Linked DNA regions of Drosophila melanogaster: region 1 is linked to region 2. Evidence: chromatin contacts called from public Hi-C data. All regions are on one chromosome and are shown on one strand. The core of a region is the stretch at or near the end of the contact, and the rest is flanking DNA. Distances in the headings are between cores, read along the strand shown. Region 1 holds the start of beta-PheRS (Phenylalanyl-tRNA synthetase, beta-subunit). Region 2 holds the start of CG6204.

Region 1 (4,794 bases), core at 2,121-4,620, 59 kb after region 2:
ATACGATGATGATGATTAAGATGACGAGGCGACGAAGCGGCGCGCTTGCTTGCCATCTTTGATGCTTTTCCGACACTGCTCATAGACGTACATAAAATATATACCTATCTAAAATATATACTAGCGAATAGCATATATGAGATACACGAACTTTTATTTCGATCACCCGATGAACGCGAGCGGAACGTGAAACTAACGAAGATATGTAAAAACACTTGATAAACCTTAACAAAAACCCTTCTTGCCTGATCCTCCAGTCGGCACGAGTGAAATCCGAAGCCCGGGACACCAGTCAAAGGTGTGGGGGGGTCGTCATGCAATTGCTTTGTAAAATTCTAGAGGAGAACGATAATGTTGCTTGAGATGATGATATATAATGCTTAGAGAACCCACGCATAATCTAATGACACACAGAAACACAACAAATTCGATGGTTATTGCAAGATATACTTTATCGATGATAATGATGAATATGAAAATACGAAATAAATGATAATATAAGTGAAGCATGAAACTACTTTTTTTCTATTTTTCAATGTTTTAGCTGCAAGCAAATAATGTAATGAGAATGTGGAGATGTTTGTTTAAGTTATTTGATACAACAAATTACGAGAAATATATATACCACATACACAAACACCTAAACCCAAACACATGCCCGATATGCCCGACAGGAAGTTTATTCGATTTTGTTGATTAACAAAAAGATACAACCGAATATCTGAGGACATACAGCCGTTATGAGATGATTGATTATGAGATCCTTGATTGAAACGCAAACAAAACGATGGGAATAAAAATGAAAAATACAAAAGCATACTGAATAAATATAGAATTTTTTTCAAGCGAAAGAAATTAAATTCACATAGATTTATTAATTTAAAAATTAATATAAATATACTTCAAATATGAAAAGTATGAAAACAAAAAAAAAAAATGCAAACAAGAAAAACAAAAAACTACATATATTAAATACACACATACTATATGAGTATACTACGGATTATTATTACTCTTATAATTATTATTATTGTATTGAAGGAAAAATATAAAAGAGAACATTAAACAGCATAAATAAAAAATAACAACAAATTGTTTTGTTTGAACTGGCTTGGGGTTTCGGCTTTCATAAATAACAAAACCTTGGCATTATTTATTAATTTGTGATAATTTATTTGTGAACTTTTAGACAATGTTGAACATTTTGCAAATCTTTTAGACGAAAGGCTCAATGGTGAATTCCACCGCCGAACAAGGCGTGGTCAGCTCGAAGGCTTGCAGCACTGTGGGATGCAAAACCCCAATCTTGCCGATGACAACACCGTCGTACATTACATTAGCACAGCGACCGGGGAAGTAGCTGGGATCTGAAATGAAATGGAACATGGGTAACTCAAAATCACAAGAACTCTTCGACAACTTACCCTCGGTGGCCTGAAGGTAATAGCCCTTGGTCCCGCTGGCCGATTTCCAGGGCACAGAGAGCAATTGCATCACGCGATCTAGCAGGCCGTGAACCACCTCGAAACCAGCGGTCTTATTGCAGTTTACAGCACACACCCTTCGCTCATTGCGAGCACCAACTTCCGTGCTCTCATCCGCAACCACCACGTCGCTGATCTCGAAGAGCTTCAGGGGTAGCGGCATCTTGCGATTGGCCACCAGCGTCTTGAGGAGACCGGGCAATAGGGTCGTGCGCACTACTTGGAACTCCAGGGTCTTGGGATTGCCTATGTGCACGGCCGGCAAGGCGTCGATGTTCTTGTTCAGCTTGCGCCCAATGTCATCCCGTGAGCAGAGCGTAAAGGTCAGCGCCTCGGTGAAGCCCGCCTGGGCCACCTGTTCGCGCAGTTGTTCGGTCAGTTTGTTAAGTGGGAATTGCTTGGCAATTTGCATGAATGCAGGCAGGGACTTCTTAATGTTGTTGTAGCCGTAGGCAATAGCCACGTCCTCGTAGATGTCGCACGCGTGGATGACGTCGTGCCGTGTGGGCGGGATCTTAACCACCAGCGAGTCGCCATCGACCTTGGCCTCCAGATACATGCGCGTCAGCATATCTGCGAGCTTTTCCGCCGGCTCATCGATGCCAATATAGGCATTGGCGCGCTTTACCGATATCCTCTCCTCGCGCACCTCCAGTTCCGGATAGGAGATCACACTGCCATCGGGTTGCACCACATCGCACGGCTCCACGGTAAACTTCTGGGCGCAGTGCTCGGAAAAGAGGCACACAATGGTGTCCAGCACCACTTTTGCCTTCGTTCTATCCGTGGCCGTGCACTCGATGAATACGTTCTTGGTCTTCAGCGTAATCTTGGAATGATCACCGTTGATGATGGGCGGCAGTGAAAGCACCACACGGTTGGCATCGTAGATCACTGGATAAACCGGTGATTCCCGAATGATTGGCAGATATTGCTTCAGCTGCGCATGCGTGGAATAGAAGTCCATGAGCTCGCTGCCAGTCATCTCCTTGGTTTGGTTAAGTGGTTTGAACTTGATTTGATCCGGCGCCAGAGCCTCGTAACTGAAGGGTCCCTGTAGGGTGTCCAGATCGTGCGTTCCGATAGCCACCAGAGTACGCTTCCGGCAGATGTTCTGATGCAGCTTGTCCTGCAGATCGATGAAGCTGTTGTAGGAGGCCTGCGTAAAAGTCACGTTCCGGAGCACAGCGGCCACAGCGTACGGACGGATCTGCGCCGTCGAAGGGTCAATCTTCAGCACCTGCCTCTTGGCCAGCTCCACAAACTGGAACTTAGGGGGCTTGAGTCTGAAAGGGCATAGTTCCATCCTGTAGCATAGTTCCATTAATAGGAAAGCGATGCATCGAACTTACTTTCCCTGGAATACCAGCAGACCCGTGACCAAGCCCTCTAAACAGAGCAGATCATACCGATTGGCGGGTATGTCGATTCTGTATATGATCTCCTCGCTGGCATTGGCCGCCGCTGCCACATCGCCCTGTTCCTTGGTCAGCATCTGCTTCTCCGTGGTCTGTGGGCATTATTTCACGGGATTTTAACATGTTTGTACTCTTTATTAGTCAGCAGCACCTACCACTTCGTCCAGCTCCAACCCGAAGGCAAAGCAGAGATCCTGGAACTCATCATCGGCTACGGGAAAGAGGTAAATATTAGGGAGCTCCAAGCGATGAAAACGTGATTACACGTGGACTTTTCAAACTCACTGTACGTCTTGCCGAGCGCCTCGAAGAGCAGATCACGTTTAACTCCAATGGTGGGCATATTGAATGAATCACCTGTTAGTCCCGAGCTGGCTTTTAACACAGATAAATGGGCTTAAACACAAATTGGCTTATTTCAGACCGGTGCCAGTGTTGCCAATTTATGGTGACCTTATTTTGCAGTACTATCGCATGGGCGATGTTTTGATGGTCACCCTGACTTATGCAGGAGGGTCACACTATTTTCCATAAAATAGATTGTGCACACTAAGAGATTGATGAAAACTAAATAAATCGACTCGTTCACACTAAGCTCAGGGGTAATTTTGAGTTACGTTTAAGTTCTCATATATTTCATATTTCATTTTGATTCAAATATTCACTTCAAATATTTATTTTTAAAATACTGTAAAATATATATATATATATATTCAATTATGTAAATACATCGCAGTGAACTAAATACACAATTTAAATGGTAATTAGTTAAATACTAAATACAACTTGCCGTTTCCTTTTACATCATAAGATTCACTTAATTAGAGATATATATTTGTATAGCTAAGTGTATAAGGCCCCCAAAAACAGTCCGGGCGCGCACAAAATGATTGGGCAAATGGGATCGGAATCCAAATTAAAGGATACACATTTCTAATCAAATATAGTTATATTTACTAAAAATGTTTTATGGACGTGGTCGCTTTCCGTAAAATTTGACTGACAAAAACTTATTTTCGAGTTTCGTTAGTTACCAATTTTGACCTATTGACCATCGAAACGGCAACGTATTTGATCAATGCAGTGCCTGTTTGTCGTATTGGGGGTCTACTGTTGTTTCTGCATTGCTGCAGCCGGCCCATTCGGTTTTGCCGCACCCAAATTCTTATAAGCCTTGCCCCCGTTGCGCTCCCATTCGCGATTGAACTCGTGCTCCAGGATCTCGGCGCCGCGCTTGCGCGTCAGACCCGTCTCCTCCAGGCTCAGTTCGCACATCTGCATGTCGTCCGTTCCGGCTACCAGTAGAATTGGCGGCTTGTCCGCATGCAGTTCCATCTGGCGTGCGATCCACTGGCCATCAAAGTGGGCATACCACAGGCCGCGCTTGGCTGCAGGGGATTTATCATTAAACTTTGAATATTTCATTATTTTATAGTCGCGGCGAACACTCACTGTTGTCCGGCGCATTGGCTCGCATGAAGGGAATCCGGAAGTAGCGATGCTGGGCGGTCACAATCTCCTGGATTGGCTGAACCAAAGGCGGCTGCTTGAAGGCTGCAATCGATATGGTTGATAGGATTATAAAATAAAATATAGATTTCAGTGCTATTTACTTACCAGCTTCCATAACGCTGCGTGGCGCACGCTCGTTTTCATCCATGGTGGTGCGCTTGCGGTTCTTTGCCTTCCAGGCGTGGTACACCTTCAAGCGGCGATGGAACTCCTGACGGCAGGCCTGCAAAATCATGGGATTAATCCAAGTGTTAAGTGAGCAATTCCTTTTGAAGACTTACCTCCAGCAGCTCAATATCACAGGACGTGTTGATAGCATCACGCAGCTCCGAGTACTTCCACTTGGACAAGTCGTACTTCTGCTTGCCCAGGGCCTGTTG
Region 2 (4,877 bases), core at 149-2,648:
TTGATGCCGAAGCAGAGCAGCATGCGCCTAATATCGGACACTTTCTTCGAGACGCTTTTACCTCGAGCGTCCTGAAGATCGTACGTCGAGGAGGAGTGGCGTATTTGACGCACCACGGTAAGGTGGGGCCCGAAGATGTCCGCTTTGAAGGGCCGCAATCCCGAATTGGACAGTGTTATGGAGATGGTGGCACTAACTTCGCCGTTCTTGATTAACTCTGAAATGCATATATCATAATTGCCTGATTTGTATTGCCCTTTCTCCTACCTACTCTGTATACTGCTGGCCCTGTTGGTTGCCCTAGCGCTGCTGGTCAGACCCAAAGCCAGTGCCGTGATTACAGCGCTCTTGCCACTGCCATTATTGCCAACCAGGAAGTTAATATTGGGCCCAAACTCAATAAACAGATTGGAGTGGCACATGAAGTTCGTGAGACGCATGGAAATTACTTTGCCGCAGCGATCGAAGGCGTTCGGTATCGATAGCTCTGACTATGGATAATATGGGTTAGATAAACTGGGTCTAAATGGTTTATCTCTCAGTGCTACCGTCAGATTAAAGTTCACGGAGCGCTGGGACATGTTTAAAGTTGTTTGGCGCGCCTGCTTGTTCCGAGACCTTGCCGTCTGCGAAGTAGACGCGTTCGCATATTTCTCTGTCTCTTCTTCGACAAAATCCGGCTCCGCCTCCGCCACGAACTGCTGTTTGCTCCTCTTGCGAGTGGGTTCTGCCGTTGAGCCATCGCTTTCAGATCCGGGCGAAGGCATCCGCCGAATCCTTCCTCTGCGACTCCGCTCCATTTGGTTTTGTTCTACGCGAGGCAAAAAGCGCGGGCTGATATAAATGTAAACAACTTGGTTTGGACTGACTGAACTTACTCTGCTTACTAGCCTAGATATGTGCCTGTACTATTGTAATTGTTGTTGATTGCAATAATAAGAGTGCAAAAGAAATCTCAAGCGCGCTATCGTAAACAATTTTGCGAAATAACACCACAGCCATTCCATTCCGTTCCAGGCGCAGTGTGACCAGGTCGGATGCGATTTGAAGCGTCACAGAACAATCACAGATTTCTGCCAATGCAGTAGAAATTCATTGGCATGTACCACCTTATATTTAAAAATACTTAACTAATTACAGTTTATAGATGCGAGTAAACTGCAATTGTATATTGCTCAATATTTAAAGACATATTTAAATATAAGGTGCATATTTGTGTTTTGCATTTATGCTAAGGCTAATTAATTATTTTTAAATACCTTAGGTCCACATAAGAAATGTTCACTGTAAATTGCGCACTTTAATTTTTGAAATTTCATTTTAGAGGTGGAGAAACGTCGATGATTCCTTGAAAAACATCGATGTTTGTGATATTTCGATCCATCTATGTTTCTCCACCTCTATTTCATTTGCTATTTCCACGAAATCAAATATTTATTTATTTCCAAGAAATCAAAACGAAGCCCCATGTCAAGTTCAGATGACGATTGGTTTGACCAGGATGAGAACAAACTGTTGCAGGGCCTGGAGAAGTCCTTGAAGTCCCTGGAGCTGCAGAAGAATGAGGAGTACATCGAATGCCCCCCATCTGAGCGTAAATGCCCCCCATCTGAGGGTAAATACCACCTTATGGTTAAGCAGCCATAATATTGGTACTATCAAGCTTTTTGATTTCAGTGGGGGAGTACGTGATGCAACATACACGGTTCTCCCTGACCGAGTTAACAAATGCCTTAAAAATGCCAGCCATCGACATGTTCTTATACTTTTTGTCCGATAAGCGAGATCTCTTCGAGAATCAAGTGTTGGCCACTGACAATGTGAAACGAGTTGGCCTGTTCGTGGATGTCCTGTGGTCGCTCTGTGAACTCGAATTGGGCGGATTCGATGAAGTCTTTCTGTCCGCATTCAGCCGGCAGACGGCGCTTCTGGACAAGATCAAGAATCTTTTGCAGGCCAAAGCCGCTGTGGCAAAATGCGATGCGGAGTCGGCACTGATATTAAGCCATAGTAAGTGGATGCTTCTACGAGCCCATAAGCATGGCCTCCTTAGTCACCAGGGCTACGAATTGGTGGAACTTTATAAGAAATTGGCACCTTCCTTTAAAAGCGACATGATTGATGGTCTTGAAGCATTCACCGGTAACTTTTCACATAACGTCAAGGGCCTAATTTATCCAACGCTGGAGACGTTACTGGGCAAAGATGCAACTAAGGCTCCCAATGAAGAAGAGGATGAGGGCTTGGTGTCCGACAAAGTAGTCAAATATGTGAATGCACTGCGAAATTTACTAAGGGAAGATTTTTTAGCACCACTAGTTGAGTTTGTGCAACAGCTGCGCAGCGGAACGGATGTCGATGAGTTGAAGCAACAGGGCCTTCTGTGGTCCGATGTGCATCTGACTTTAAATCCACAGTTTGCCAACGCTCAGCGTCATAGCCTTGTTTTTTTGAAGGTTCAATTTACTAAAGAATCCAAGAATGCCTATAAGACTTGGCTGAATTCTATCAAATCTGGGACTCTGCTCTGTCTTACCACGAGTCTGGCCTTTGATGATTTAATTCTGGCTTCCGTTGGCTACACTGAGCCAGAAAAACTAAAGGAGGATTGCGTAAGATATGTGTTAATCATTATAAAGATTAATGTTCATAATATTTCCATACATCCGCAGCTAAGTGTGCAGATTGTCAAGCAGTATAATATTGGAAACGCCTACAACCGACCACTGATCATGTTCCAGGCGCCCGTGTTTTTCGAGCCTTATCTCAGAGTTCACAATTACCTGAGCACCTGCAGCACAGAGAAGTTTCCCATGGGTCGCTATATTGTAGACGGCCAGGTAAGTTAATGTGTAAGAGAACAACTAAAATAGATTATACATTCTCAACTATGTAGATGGAGATACCGCCGCCAGCTTACATGAAACCAGGAGTTAAGCTTAGTTTCAATATGAAGCCCTTCACGCTGGACAAACTACCGGAAGATCTGCACTTAAATGAGAGTCAGAAAACTGCATTCAAGGAAGCTTTATGCAGGGAGTTTAGCATCATTCAAGGACCTCCAGGCACCGGAAAAACACACCTTTCAGTGCAGTTGGTTAACAGTTTGATACAGAATGCTAAAGCCCTGGGCACGGGACCCATCATTGTGCTGACCTATACCAACAATTCGCTGGACAAATTCCTGGTAAAAATTTCGCGGTACACCCAAGAAATTCTTCGCTTTGGTAATCAGTCGCGAGATCCGCAAATATCAAAGTTTAATTTGAGTACCACGATCAAGCCAGAATTGGTTCCACCGCGCCTGAAGCGAATTTGGTGGCTAGTCAATTGTGAGTACAAGGAAAAATTCCGGAACCTACAAGGCCTGTACGCAAACTTTGATGGCAGCGAGGAAAGCTACCAGGACACTCTGGCGGCTCAGGAGAAGCTAAATCAGGTTGCCGAGCGTATCGAAACACTGCGCATGGTTTTCCAGTTCTTTCTAGCAAGGGAGAAGGACCTGTTGGCCATGACCACCACGTGCGCGGCTCGCCATAACTTTCTGTTCAGGTTGCTACAATCAAAGTGCGTCCTCTTTGAGGAGGCAGCCGAGATCCAGGAGGCACACATCGTGGCATGCCTAACGCCGCACACAGAGCACGTGATCCTCGTCGGCGATCACAAGCAGCTGCAACCTTTCAGTGGCAGCAGGAAGGTACCACAGATCTCGCTCTTTGAACGACTCATTGTGGCGGGGCTGCCATTTTCACGGCTCAATCTGCAGTACCGCATGCGATCCTGTATTTCTGAACTCCTTGTGCCCAGCATTTATGACGAGCTGCTCTGTTCGGAGTCAGTGAAGGAATACGAGGACATCCGCCTGATGTCTAAGAACTTGTACTTCGTTCAGCACAACCAACCTGAGCACTGCATGTCTGATATGTCCATTGGGAATCTTTATGAAGCTGGAGTGTTGGCTAAATTAACTGAGTTCCTAATCCAGAAGGCCCAATATAAGCACAGCGATATTGTGATATTATCCCCTTACAATGGCCAAATAGAGTGTATCAAGAACGCGGTATGTAAGCAATACCCAATTGTATATTATTTGATTTTTTTAATTCTCTCTCCTGCTGCAGCTTCCCCAAAACTATCGCTCGACTGTGCAAGTGGCCAGTGTGGATAGTTTCCAAGGCCTTGAGGCCAATATAGTGCTGCTCTCGCTGGTGCGCAGCAATATATCCGGCCGAATTGGCTTCCTTCGCCAAGCAAATCGAGTGTGCGTGGCTCTTTCTCGAGCCCGCTGGGCCCTGTACATCGTCGGTAATGTGACGATTTTGAAGGATACCTTCCCAAAGATTTGGAATCCAATTGTCAAGCGCTTGAAAGAGAATAATGCCATCGGAGAGGCATTTCCGACCATAACCAGTACCTGATTACAACTAATTAAAAAATGTATATATGTACATTTGATTTTCTGTTGATTTTATTTATTTTGATGAGGGGTTTCGGTGATTGAAGATCGCTTGCCGATTTGCGCCTCGTTTATGCCATCAGTTTACAAACTTTATTATCCTGATACACTCAACCTTTTTTTGAGTTTTCAATGAGGGCAGCCGGACATGAAGATTTTCTGTGTGCTGAAACGTTTCCATAGATGACGGATCTTCGTTCAATACTTAAAAATACTTCTCCTTCGACATTTACTTTGTATTTTTGCTGCACGCATGTATGTACACATAGTTTATTTTTGTAAGATCTTTTTAGGTCTAAATATGCACAATAGGGTGGGTGTATTTCTTATCCTTCAGAATCGGAGTAGCGGAAATGAATACATTGACAGTTTTCTTCACTTTGCATGATTGTTAAGAAGAATCTTATTGTAAAAAGTTCCG

The links. A called contact is a pair of places that touch in the nucleus more often than the background predicts.
Region 1: a Hi-C map of the Kc167 cell line shows a contact between it and region 2, with 1.8 times the contacts expected there. A contact is called at or near these places in 18 of 107 Hi-C or Micro-C datasets (the Clone 8 cell line, the D17-c3 cell line, the Kc167 cell line and 7 more) and 1 of 7 datasets of targeted methods (the Kc167 cell line).

What each region holds. Positions count from the first base shown.
Region 1 is chr3R:24,249,309-24,254,102 of dm6, forward strand. It overlaps beta-PheRS (Phenylalanyl-tRNA synthetase, beta-subunit), which reads right to left and starts at 3,371. Exons shown (of 5, transcript NM_142980.4): 1 at 3,188-3,371; 2 at 3,058-3,113; 3 at 2,837-2,994; 4 at 1,425-2,770; 5 at 1,152-1,367. The coding sequence starts at 3,245. The coding sequence ends at 1,216. It overlaps jar (jaguar), which reads right to left. Exons shown (of 17, transcript NM_079754.4): 14 at 4,696-4,794; 15 at 4,520-4,637; 16 at 4,355-4,456; 17 at 3,518-4,290. The coding sequence ends at 4,010. It overlaps mask (multiple ankyrin repeats single KH domain), which reads left to right. Exons shown (of 17, transcript NM_176556.2): 17 at 1-940.
Region 2 is chr3R:24,192,434-24,197,310 of dm6, forward strand. CG6204 reads left to right here and starts at 1,399. Exons shown (of 5, transcript NM_142972.5): 1 at 1,399-1,615; 2 at 1,678-2,612; 3 at 2,673-2,840; 4 at 2,897-4,060; 5 at 4,122-4,447. The coding sequence starts at 1,468. The coding sequence ends at 4,418. It overlaps SMC6 (Structural maintenance of chromosomes 6), which reads right to left and starts at 990. Exons shown (of 14, transcript NM_142971.3): 1 at 879-990; 2 at 549-811; 3 at 272-491; 4 at 1-217. The coding sequence starts at 800. It overlaps twin (twin,), which reads right to left. Exons shown (of 8, transcript NM_170130.3): 8 at 4,460-4,877.